2 separate regions of the Zea mays genome follow, and region 2 is linked to region 1. The links are chromatin contacts, called in public Hi-C maps. All regions are on one chromosome and are shown on one strand. The core of a region is the stretch at or near the end of the contact, and the rest is flanking DNA. Distances in the headings are between cores, read along the strand shown. Region 1 holds the start of LOC103646361 (P-type R2R3 Myb protein). Region 2 holds the start of LOC100275876.

Region 1 (5,559 bases), core at 1,197-3,696:
TGCAGCGACGTCGATGACGAGTACGCCTCGACCGTGGGCATCGCCACCGGTGTCTGCAGCGGCGCCGATGACGGGTACGCTACGAGCGCGGGCATAGCCACCGACGTGTGCAGCGACGCCGAGGACGGGTACGCTGGCTCGGGAGCGGGCACTGCCACGGATGTCGTCGGCAACGACGACGAGTTCACCAGGTTCATTATGCTGTCCCAGTAGCTCTTCTCCTCCTCCGTCTCGTGCAGGCCGGCGTCCGCCTCGTCGTCCCTCGTCGTCGTCGCCGGCGCCGGCCTCAGATCATGCTGGCTCAAGGAGCCGTCGAGAAGCAGGCCCGTGAACCCCGCCGCGGCGAAGCCTGCGTCGGCGACATCGACGACGTGATCGCCCCACTGCTGCTGCTCGTGCTCCTTGCACGCCTCCTCGTACGCCTGCATGGGCTGCATGGCGGCGCGCGCGGCCGCGGCCGCCGCCGCCGCGGCGCCGTGCGCCTCCTGCAGGACCGAGGCGAGCGCGGCGCTCTCGGAGAAGCTCAACGTGGACGTGGGCGAGTCGAGCCGGTGCGCGGCGGCGGCGGGCATCTGCGGCGGCGCCGAGGCGGAGGCCGCGAGCGCGCGCAGCCTGGCCTCGCGCGCCAGGCGCGCCTCGGCCTCGAGCCTGGCGCTCTCCCACTGCGCCGTGTGGCTGAGGTGCGCCGCGGCCTTGGCGTGCTGCGCGCCCGCGGCGCCTCCCCCGCCGCCCGTCCCCAGCGCGTCGGAGCGCGGCTTGTGCGTGACCGGGTCGATGCCCATCTTGGCCAGCCGCTTCTTGAGGTGCGTGTTCCAGTAGTTCTTGATCTCGTTGTCGGTGCGTTTCGGGAGGTGCGTCGCGATCGCCGACCACCTGCATGCATTGCACGCACGGCGGACGCGCGCCATGAGCCCATGAGGGGAAAACAATTATCAGCGATCGCGTTGACAAATCTACAACGGCAGCAGCGTAAAAAAAAACACCGCGGGCGCGGGCGCGGGCGTGGGCGTGCGAGAGCTAGTATACGAGTGCTCAAGTGGTGCAGACACGATGCAGAAGTGACAGAGCGAGTATATGAGTCAAAACGGCAAGAGAGCAGGTGGCTACAGTGGACCAAAGGCCCACAGCGACGGGGGCCGGGCTCCTCATTGAATGGCAGGCTTGAATGCCGAATCATTCGTGGGAAAAAAAGAAGGGGAAATTCGGGGAAGAGCCTCCCGTGGCCCAGCTCTCTCACGCTTTTTCCCGAGATGATGCCTACTATGCATTGAGGGATCAATTCACACAAGCTCAGCTCAGCAGTAGTAGGTGTTGGGCAGGCAATGCAGTATACTACTCCACACTACTCTGCTAAGGTTCAAATTTTCCAGTTACTAGTAAACGCTAGTCGCCAAAATGTATCGTTGGTTTGGTTCATGTAAACCCGCTGCGAGAAACATGCGTACTACACGGTGAATAGAGCGCACTCCGAGAAAAATGCTTGGAAATGTTCCCCATCTCGTGGTGTTCCTGGCCTAGGTACCCGTCCATCATAAATGTGCAAGACAAGGGTGCGGGACGGATGCTAGGTGAGGTGAGTTCTTGACCTGCCGGCCGGGCAGCGCCGCTCGAGCTACTACTACCAGTCAAAATTCGTGCGACGACGATCAACTGAATTCCGGGGTGCAGGGTACGTAGTGGGCGGTGCTATGACAGTACTCCATGCATCCATCAAGGCATCATCAAGGAATGATCGGTTCGAGCGCTCACCTGTTGCCGAGCAGAGCGTGGAGCTGGATGATGGTCTGCTCCTCCTGCAGGCTGAACTTGCCCCGCTTGATGTCCGGCCGGAGGTAGTTCGTCCACCGGAGGCGGCAGCTCTTGCCGCACCGCTGCAGCCCTGCCACACCACACGGCCATATCCGCATGCATGTCAAGGAGGAGCCAGCGCAAACCAAACAGCGTAGCCGAATGCTGCTGGACTTTGATTGTTACTAACTAGTAACTACACTAGCTCGCTATAGCAAGCTCACCGGCTTTGGCGGGCAGCGAGCGCCAGCAGCCGTGGCCGTGCTGCTCAATGTAGGCGAGCAGCTTCTGGTCCTCCTCCGGCGTCCACGGGCCCTTCTTGAGCCCCTCCTTGTCGCAGCACGGCGATCGCCCCATCGCCCGCACTGAGCCTGCGCAGCGCAGCAACACACACACACACAACCACCCTCGCCTGCCTCACAGCAATTCAGCCTCGCTCTTTCTCTTACTACCCCAGGGTGGGGGGGAGGATCAGGGCAATTGACTGCTCGGGATCCTCCTTTCCTTCTGGTTCTCTGGCAGCAGGGCGGGGGGGCACTGTGAGAGTGACTACGAGCGCAGGCAGCAATTGCCAGCACTGAGCAGGGGGGAGTTGCCAAAGCGAGCGAAAGCGACGCACTGATCACTGGTGCGTTGTGGTGCGCCGAGGTCGGTGTGAGGCATAAATAAATAGAGTAGAGGAAAGGAAGGAAAGGGCCGGCCGGGGGGGCGTGGCGATGGCGTTTGCCTGTATTGGCCACGATATCTTCTTCGGGCGCCGCGATCCCGGCTCGGACAGGGGCCCGGGCTGGCAGAGGGGCGGGGCGGGGCGCGCGAGGGCAGCGCGGGGATTTCGCACCGCGCGCTCTAAACTCTCACGTCTCACACGGGCCACGGCCACACCCCCGGTGCGGAAGCGTCGCTGCCAATCGCGATCCACCCGATCAGAGGGCGAGCATTTAACACTCGGCTGGGGCCTCTGATGGTCCAGATTCCCGGGCTGTCTTCTCTGCCTTGCCTTGCACACCGCGGTGTGGCGTATCGTGTTCCCCGCCCCCGGTCCCGCGCGCCCACCGCCGACCTGGCACGACGCCGCGGCCCTACCCGGCCACAAGCAAGCGCTGCCGCGTCGCTCCTCGGCAGTGGGAATCTCGCACGGCTCGCTCCGCTGTATCAGATGATGATGACGATGCTACAAACTCGATTCCAGCCTATGGCATGGCATGGCAGCAGGACGCCAAAACTGTATGACCCATCGCCACACGCATCGCACAGTGCGTCTCATCAAAGCGCGCCCACGTAGTACGGGGGTGTTCCATTCTTTTTTGCTTCTGCTGTGCATGGCTTCTGGACTTCTGGTTGCGGAGTAGAGATGTCAATGGGGAATTCCCCACCGGGTTATAGCATCCCATACCCATCCCCATCATGTTTGATCCATCCTCATACCCATCCCCATACCCATCATGGGTACAAAACTTATCCCATACCCATCCTCATTCGGGTTTCGGGTCCCCAATGGGTCCCCATCCCCAATTAAGGGATAACTAGGTACTAACATGTAGCACAAACAATCTAGAGTTTAGACATCACTACATCGACAAGCACTCATCCATGAACCATGATTCATTCATCCATCCATCAGAAAAGACATAAGTACTTCGGGACCGATAGAAGAAATAGAGTTTTCTCACCTTCCTTGGTCACCATCTGAGTTCGTTGGCGCCCGAGAATTCATGGTCGTCACCGTTGTCTGGGCAGGGCATAGCATATGGCTGGTTATTTTAGGGTTTTGTTTTTTACTAGTTTGCTAGTTGCCTTGTTGGGCCAGGACCTGGGGCCTGATGCGTTGTCGTGTTGCGCTTGGTGGCCAGCTCGGCCTCAACTCATTCATACAAACACGACAGGTGTACACGTAGGAAATACCCATGGGTAATCGGGTTCGGATTATTGCTTACCAAACTCATACCCGTTTACCCAATGGGTGGAGATTTTGTCCCATATCCATACCCATGGGTACAATTTTCGTCTCATACCCGTACCCTAATAGGGGAATTCCCCACGGTTTGGCGGGTATCGGGTCCCCATTGACATCTCTATTGCGGAGACGACGACGCTCGTCGTCGGTTCATCCGGCGCGGGGGCGCCACCGCGCCACGTCCGGGGATTCGTACGTACGCCTTGGGCCTGGGTACGGCGGGGTGCGAGACCGCCGGTGGCGGCACGGCACGCCGCTGCCCCCGCAGCGATCGATCTCTCGCTCGCTCGCTCGCAATGATTTCGTTTCGCCCCGTAGTAGGAGCCACAGGGACTGGGGCTGCGCCCGCGCGCGACGCGTTCCTCTTCTCCGTCGCACCAACCCTGCAAGGAATTAAGGCAGCGTCGCGTGCCGCGGGACGCTGCATTGCTCGGCCGACCGGCGCTGGTCCTGCTCTGCCAGCTTCTATCCATTCCATCGTCGAGATGCATGCAAGGGGGCAAGGTCCGGCGTGGCTCTGGACTGGACGGGCGTGGAAAGCCTTGCCAGTTGCGGCCCCCCGTCCGTTTCCATTGGACGACGGGGGTAATGACTTGATTGCGATCCCGGCCGCGGCGTGTTTAGGGAAACCCTTTTGTTTTACTCATTGATTTCGGTGCCGAGAGAACGCTCCGAGGTGCCGCCGTCGGTTTTCGAGCTCTTCCCATGATCTTCTCGCGGTGTCGGCTCCTGGTTTGCATTGCATGCCGATCGGTGCAGTGCTGCAGCACCTGCCGTTTCCCAGAGAGCGAGCGAGCGTCTTGGCTGTGTCCTGCCTGCGTGGCGGATTTTATCGCATTCGCTTGCGTTGCGTGCCCTGGTCAAAACGACACTGCTTCAAATTGAATTTGCTCCGTCGAGCCCATGCTAGTACGTACTGGCGTGTCCCGAGTAAATGCTCTGTGCCAGTCTGTTGCTCTCTCTCTCTCTCTCTCTCTCTCTCTCTCTGCTTGCAGGTTTACTCTTTCCAGTAAACTGTGTCCACGAGGAAATTTGTCGGTGCTAACCTCGTCCCCTGTCCTTTTTGCCATCCATCCATCCATGATTAATTACGCGGTTACTACGGTGTACGTCGCCATCAAGCTGGCGAGACGAATTATCGTAAGCCTGATTCATTCACCACAGGCCTGGTGGTGAGACGAATTAGGACGCTGTGACGAAGGGAGAGAGAGAGAGAGAGAGGGCCGACTGATGCTGTCTGTACCGGCACTGAACTGAACACCCTGTAAAATTCCGCCAACCTGCAATCGCGAGGCCGGGCGCGCCCGGTCTGGTCTGGACTGGACCTGGACCCTGGTGTGGCGGTACGCCGGGTGGCTTTTGCCATTTACTCCGCTGTTTCCCATGGCCACGGCGAGGACCACCGCTTGCAGCGGGGGACGGAATCATTCACCGGGGCATGTGCGCCTTCTCCAGGAATTTACGACGACCGCCTCGCCTCGCCTCAATCTCACTCTCACCCTCTGTAAGCAAACCTGTAATTTCCGTACGGAGCCGCCAGCTCTCTGCGCGTGACCAGTGCAACTGGCGTATCGGAGCCAGCAAGCAGCTCGGCACCTCTCTGCCTGCCGGCATAGCGCCCCCACGCCAGCCACGTACGTTATCCTCGATGGCCTGCACGCAAGACGGCAGGGGAGTCACATCACGGCGTAGGCTCGTGTTGCGACGCTTCAGGAGTCAACATCCTGGCGATCGCGCGCCGCGCCACTCCGGAGTCCGGACTCCGGACACGCAAGAAGGCAACACATGTGCATGTTGCTAGAGATAGAGCTAGACGG
Region 2 (5,559 bases), core at 2,046-4,545, 370 kb after region 1:
TCAGGCCGACGTGGATTACCTTAACTCCCGTCGGCCAGAGCGTAGGCCGACGGGGATTAGCGTTTTATGAGCAGGGGTGAGCTAATCCCCATCGGTTCACCAGACCGACGGGAGTTGAAGCTTATCCCCGTCGGCTTGTACTTGGCCGACGGGGATTACTTATTTCTGTCAACCGCCGTCTGGAATAAGGTTATCTCCGACACCTGATGGCCATCAGCTTTGGACCAACGGGAGTTAGCGAGTTACCGACGGGAATTAGTTATTCCCGTCGGTTTATAGGTTATTCCTGTCGGTTTTTAGCCGACAGGAATTAACTAGATTCCTGTAGTGAGAGTATAGGGAGGTTCTCGGGTCGGACTGTCTGTTTAGCTTTCCGGACGGGGGATTCCTATGCTTCCTTCTTCCTAAATCCGTAGCGGGGTTTTTTTCGAACTAGTGGAACTTTGGAAAGGCTTCATAGTGCTACCCTGCCTCATCCCCTCAGTAGAGATGAATGGGACTTCAAGACCCCTTGGCAAATGGGTAGCATGGCTTGTGGGTAAAGATGTGCAACCTCTGCAGAGTGTAAAACTGGTATATCAGCCGTGCTCACGGCCATGAGCGGCTCAGACACTCATATGATTAATTTATGAAAGTAAATTTAATTTGTCATTTACATCGCATTGTGGTTTATTATTAATTTTGATCTACTATTACTTTGGGTTGGTATATACTTACATTTAGTAACTGCTAATAAAATTTGACCCACTTATTAAAAGCAATGCTCAGCGCCTTTAACCATTATTTATTGATCAGTCTTACACTTCACATGAGCTCCCATCTTTGGTGAGTTTATGCACATTATTCCCCACAACTTGTTGAGCTATAATCTTTTGTGAGCTCACCCTTGCGATATATAAACCTCCCACAGGTGAAGAGCAGGTAGTTCGGGAGGAGGTCTACAACGAGGAGTACGAGCTTATCTAGGTGGCGTCTCCTAGTCAGCTTTGTAGCGCCAAAGAATAATTATTAGTTCGCTTTATTGTTATCATTTATTTTTGTAAGACACTTACGCTATGTAATACTCCCTCCGTTTCTTTTTATTTGTCGCTGGATAGTGCAATTTTACAATATCCAGCGACAAATAAAAAGAAACGGAGGGAGTAATATTTGTGACATTTATCTCTATGCACTTGGTCATTATATGTGTTGTTTTTCTTCGGCGCACATATGAGACGTACCCAGCTTTATCCCTTAAATTCGGGTGTGATATATGTTCCTCAACAGAATCTATGTGATTAGTTTGATAAGTATGGAAACATAGTTATCTCGCTTGAATTAATCATAAACACCACATCACAATCCCTCTGTTGCTATAAGGAAATATATAATCTCACTTGAATTAATCCTAGAACCATCCGTATCACATGGTTGGGTCGTCTGATCTTCCTAGATGTGGTGCTCAACAAACGGAAACGAGCATGCTGTGCTGCCCCTGCTCCCGGTGGAGAAAACACACGAGAACTCGCGACGACGCGCGCGGTAGCATTGCTTTGCGACCCGCCGCACTCGTTCAGGCACTGAGCCGAGCGTTTCCAGCCCTAAGTGTACATACAGAACAGAAGTATATGTGTATATTTGGGCCGGGTCTGATGGGCCGGCCCGAAGCACGGAAAAAAGCACGGCACGACACAACACGAAATATTTTAGTGCCGGGCCGGCACGGTCCGATATATCGGACCGGGTTTGAGCCGAGGTCGCGGCCCATGGGCGGACACGAGCACAACCCGTTTAAGGCAGGCACGAAATGACCCATATAGAGGCACGAAAAGGCCCATATATTTATTAAAATCACACTTCATTCCATAATTTCATGTACTTGATAAAGAACACAAAGCTATAGATAATATTAGTTACATGTTTTTTGTAGCTTTGAAATAGAGTATGTGATGTAATTTTATTTTTGTTATGAACATTAGATAATAAACTGAACTTACGAACTTTATATAGAGCTGATTATACTCTTTTTCTTTCTAACAAAAATGATTTATAAACGAGGTAGTCATTGCATAGCCCTAGTAACTTAATACAAATATTAAGTTTGTTTTTGATCAAATTTATTTGTCTTATCTTTTATTTGTTTTATTAAATTTGTTTTGAATTTCGGGCTCTGACGTGAATTTTGGGCTTTCGGGCCAAAAATTGAATTTCGGGCCCTAATATTAATTTCGGTCTTTTATAATTTCGGGCCGCCTAAAATAAGCCCTACACGTTTAAGCAATTACGGGTCGAGCCGTGGACCGGCCCGACACGGCCCAAAATTCAAACGTGCCGAGCCGACACGAAATTTCAAAGAATGCGGGCCTTTTGGGCTTGGACCGGGCCGAGCAGCCCGAATGTACATCTATAAACAGAAGTGCGTGGATGTCGGCTTGCAAGGTGCGGCAGCGTGTCCATTCGACCGGCATTCGCCTTTCATTGGCATGCATGCATCTCTGTACAAGTATTTCTGTAGCACAAAACCGACTGCGCCCTACAACACGGTAGGCAGCAGAACTGCGCGCTCAAACGGTCAAACCTCAAAGAGAAGAGAAAAAAAAAGTGGTAACGAAAGAAGAAGAAGAAAAAAAAAATAAAGCGAAGGAGCAGATTAGAGAAATGGAGAGGCGGAGGAAACAAAGCGAGAGAATCGACACTTGACGAGAACTCGCCACGGACGCACACTCGGGATCAGCTAGCACTTGTTGTGGATGGGGTCGGAGCCTCTGCGGACGCGGCGCTTGCTCATCCTATCGGGGTCGAACACGGCCGACGGAGGAGGGGAATACGAGGCGCCGCCGGCAACCGCGGGCGCCTTCCAGCTGGCGGACGCGTCGTCGAGCCTGCTGGCCCTGGCGCTGCTTGCGGCGGCGGCGGCGGCGGCAGCGTCATCGTCGCTCGCCGCCTTCCTTGTTGGCTGCTCGGCTGCCGCCGGTGGCGACGAGGCGCCCCGCCGGTTGCTCGTCTGGTCGGCGAGAGTGGCCGCCGGGACTCTGACGGCAGAGATCTCGGGGGTGCAGCTTAGGAGAGCAGCAAGGACAAGAGCTGGCAGCGTGAGGGCGAGGGCTCTCATTCTCTCCTCCCTCTCTCGCGCTCCCTTGCGACCAACGATGGACGGATGGAGGTGGATGCCGCCGCGCGCTGCCGACGTGACGTGACGTGCCTATCGCACCACGAAGCTTATTATGATTAGCTTTGCGGCAGGGGTAGCGTGCGGGCAGCCGAAGCTTCGACGGCCATGTCTGTTGCCTGTTGGTTTGCAATGCCGGCCGGCTTGCATTGTGCGCCTTTGTTCCGGCGGTAGATATAGGGGGGGCCACCCCCTCTGTCCCTCTCTCTCGTCTAGCACGCATCTGTATCAGAGAGACAGACGGGTGAGGCTGTGAGTGAGATCTCGCGGTGGTCCAAAAGCAAAAGGAGACAAAGAGAGGGGAGGGCCGGAGGGGGCAACACCCAACAAGGCAATACGTCACTTTTTGCATACCTGAGGTGGTGAGCTTGCTATGCCTATGTTACTATGTATCAATGTATGTAGATAAATCCATGGGGTGGCCGGGCGGGCTAGCTTGCGACGTAGTGGTAGTAGGCGCGCGCGCGCGCACACACACATCACTCACTCACTGGGTGACGAAGAACGTGTACGCGAAGAAAAGAAGAGACAAGAGAGTACTAGGGTAGAGTGCGTGCAGTTGTAGTTTTGTGTGCTCGTATTACAGTGGCCTTGTCCACTGCCGAATTTTTTGTATTTTAGCCTCTAAACTGAAGTAAAATCACGTTTAAACCTAAAAAAATTTTAAATACAGTTTTGGACCCTTAGCTCGGCGCCATAGGCCGTGGCGCCGAGCTGCGCCGAGCTGTGACGTGGCCGCAACGGCTAGTTGCGTCTAGGGCTTACCTGGCTCTGACGTGGCGGCGGCGCGGCCTCGTAGCTCGGCGCCACAGATCTTGGCGCCGAGCTACGAATTCCTATAAAAACGCCCGCGCGGCTGGCCGAGAGCAGCTCATTTCGTCCCATTTCCAAACTTCGTCAAAATTTCCTGGATTCAAAGATTTGAGTTGGTTCACTTCGTAGGCCAAGGTATGATTTCCAACTGATTCGTTTTGTATATTGGGTTGTTAGTTAAATAATTTGTATACACCTATTATATTATCATTTCGAATATTAGTTTGTGTAGACTTATTATAAAGCATAATAGGTACAAGTGATAATTATAATCGTTTATTAGATGAAAGACATGTACCGAGAGGCGTTGTGGCAGAAGAGAGGTCGTCCTCGGGAGTTATATCCGGACGTATCTAGTAAGGATGCTCCTGTTCCTCCTGAACTCCCCGTGCCTAACTGTGACTGTGGCAGACTAGCTTGGGTACATCAATCACAACATCCAGACACGGCTGCTCGCTGCTACTACCTTTGTGGCACTTTGGACGTACGTAGCTTATGACTTGTCACTTAACTTTGTTCGCATTCATTTTTTTGTAGATATGTAATAGTGCATCTTTCCATTATTTTAGGGACATCAGAAGTGTTTCTTTTTCCAGTGGATCGATGGTCCTGATAAATTTGACCCTCGATATCTTCTTTTCGTTAATTGGTTGAGTGGAAAGACCAGTCATGAGCGTTTTAAGCGTTGGGTACCTCCTCCCCCGAATCCTCCACCAATGACGGATGCGGAGAAGGAGGTAGCAACAGAAAGACGGATGGACTCACCGCCTCGATGCAATTGTGGAGACCGTGCTGTCATCGACGAAGACTATGACAAGCAGTTCTGTTGTCCGAACATTGATTATGTGAGCCCATTGATACGCTAAATGTATGAACTAGTTTTTATTTACAATAAATTACTAATTTTTTCTCCTGCAGCCATACGGGTGGCGTAAGTGTCGTTTCAGAGAGTGGTTGTATGGTCCTTTGTCCCATTGGCCAGAGCCAGAGGTAAAGGAAAAGAGATACATGGGGTGGGCGGCAGAAGAGGTCAAATTTGATCCAGTACTCTGCAAATGCGGTATTGAAGCTAAGTATGGATTAGTTCCTTCGGAGCTTGGTGTTGGATATTTTTGTGGACATATGGTCGATTACGATGAGGTTGGTATTTTTTTTTTGCACCAGATGTAATGTTATAGCGGTACTTACTATTTTTTTGTAGGAGACGAGGAATGCAGTTGGGAGAGTTACGACGACAAAGGAGAGGTGATGCGCACAATAGAGTCCAAGAGAATAATGGGACAGAAGATGCGTTGTGGATCTCGGCTCGTTGATTCGTACATTAACGATCGCATACGCGACATGCGTAGGGAAGCAAAATCTGCCTTTTATGATAGCCCGAAGCGTGCAGAGTATAGGAGGTTGAAGGCGGCAGATGAGAAGAGAGCACAGGATGCAAGGGAATGGGAAGCGGCTCAAGCCGAGAAACAGATGTTGGATAATCTTGCTGATCGCCTCAAGGGAAGTAAGTGAGATAAATGATATTATAATTATGTTAGTACAATTTATTTATCCTGACTTTGCTAACTTAATTTTCTCATTATATTTGCAGAGATTGG

Evidence for each region. Hi-C and Micro-C count contacts between places; a contact is called where the count stands out from the background.
Region 2: a Hi-C map of leaf shows a contact between it and region 1, with 3 times the contacts expected there. The contact joins the promoter of LOC100275876 here to the promoter of LOC103646361 in region 1. A contact is called at or near these places in 2 of 25 Hi-C or Micro-C datasets (endosperm and leaf).

The regions. Positions count from the first base shown.
Region 1 is chr2:43,568,642-43,574,200 of Zm-B73-REFERENCE-NAM-5.0, forward strand. LOC103646361 (P-type R2R3 Myb protein) reads right to left here and starts at 2,447. Exons shown (of 3, transcript XM_023301609.1): 1 at 2,013-2,447; 2 at 1,750-1,879; 3 at 1-873. The coding sequence starts at 2,145.
Region 2 is chr2:43,938,109-43,943,667 of Zm-B73-REFERENCE-NAM-5.0, forward strand. It overlaps LOC100275876, which reads right to left and starts at 3,296. Exons shown (of 1, transcript NM_001149841.2): 1 at 2,410-3,296. The coding sequence starts at 3,091. The coding sequence ends at 2,714.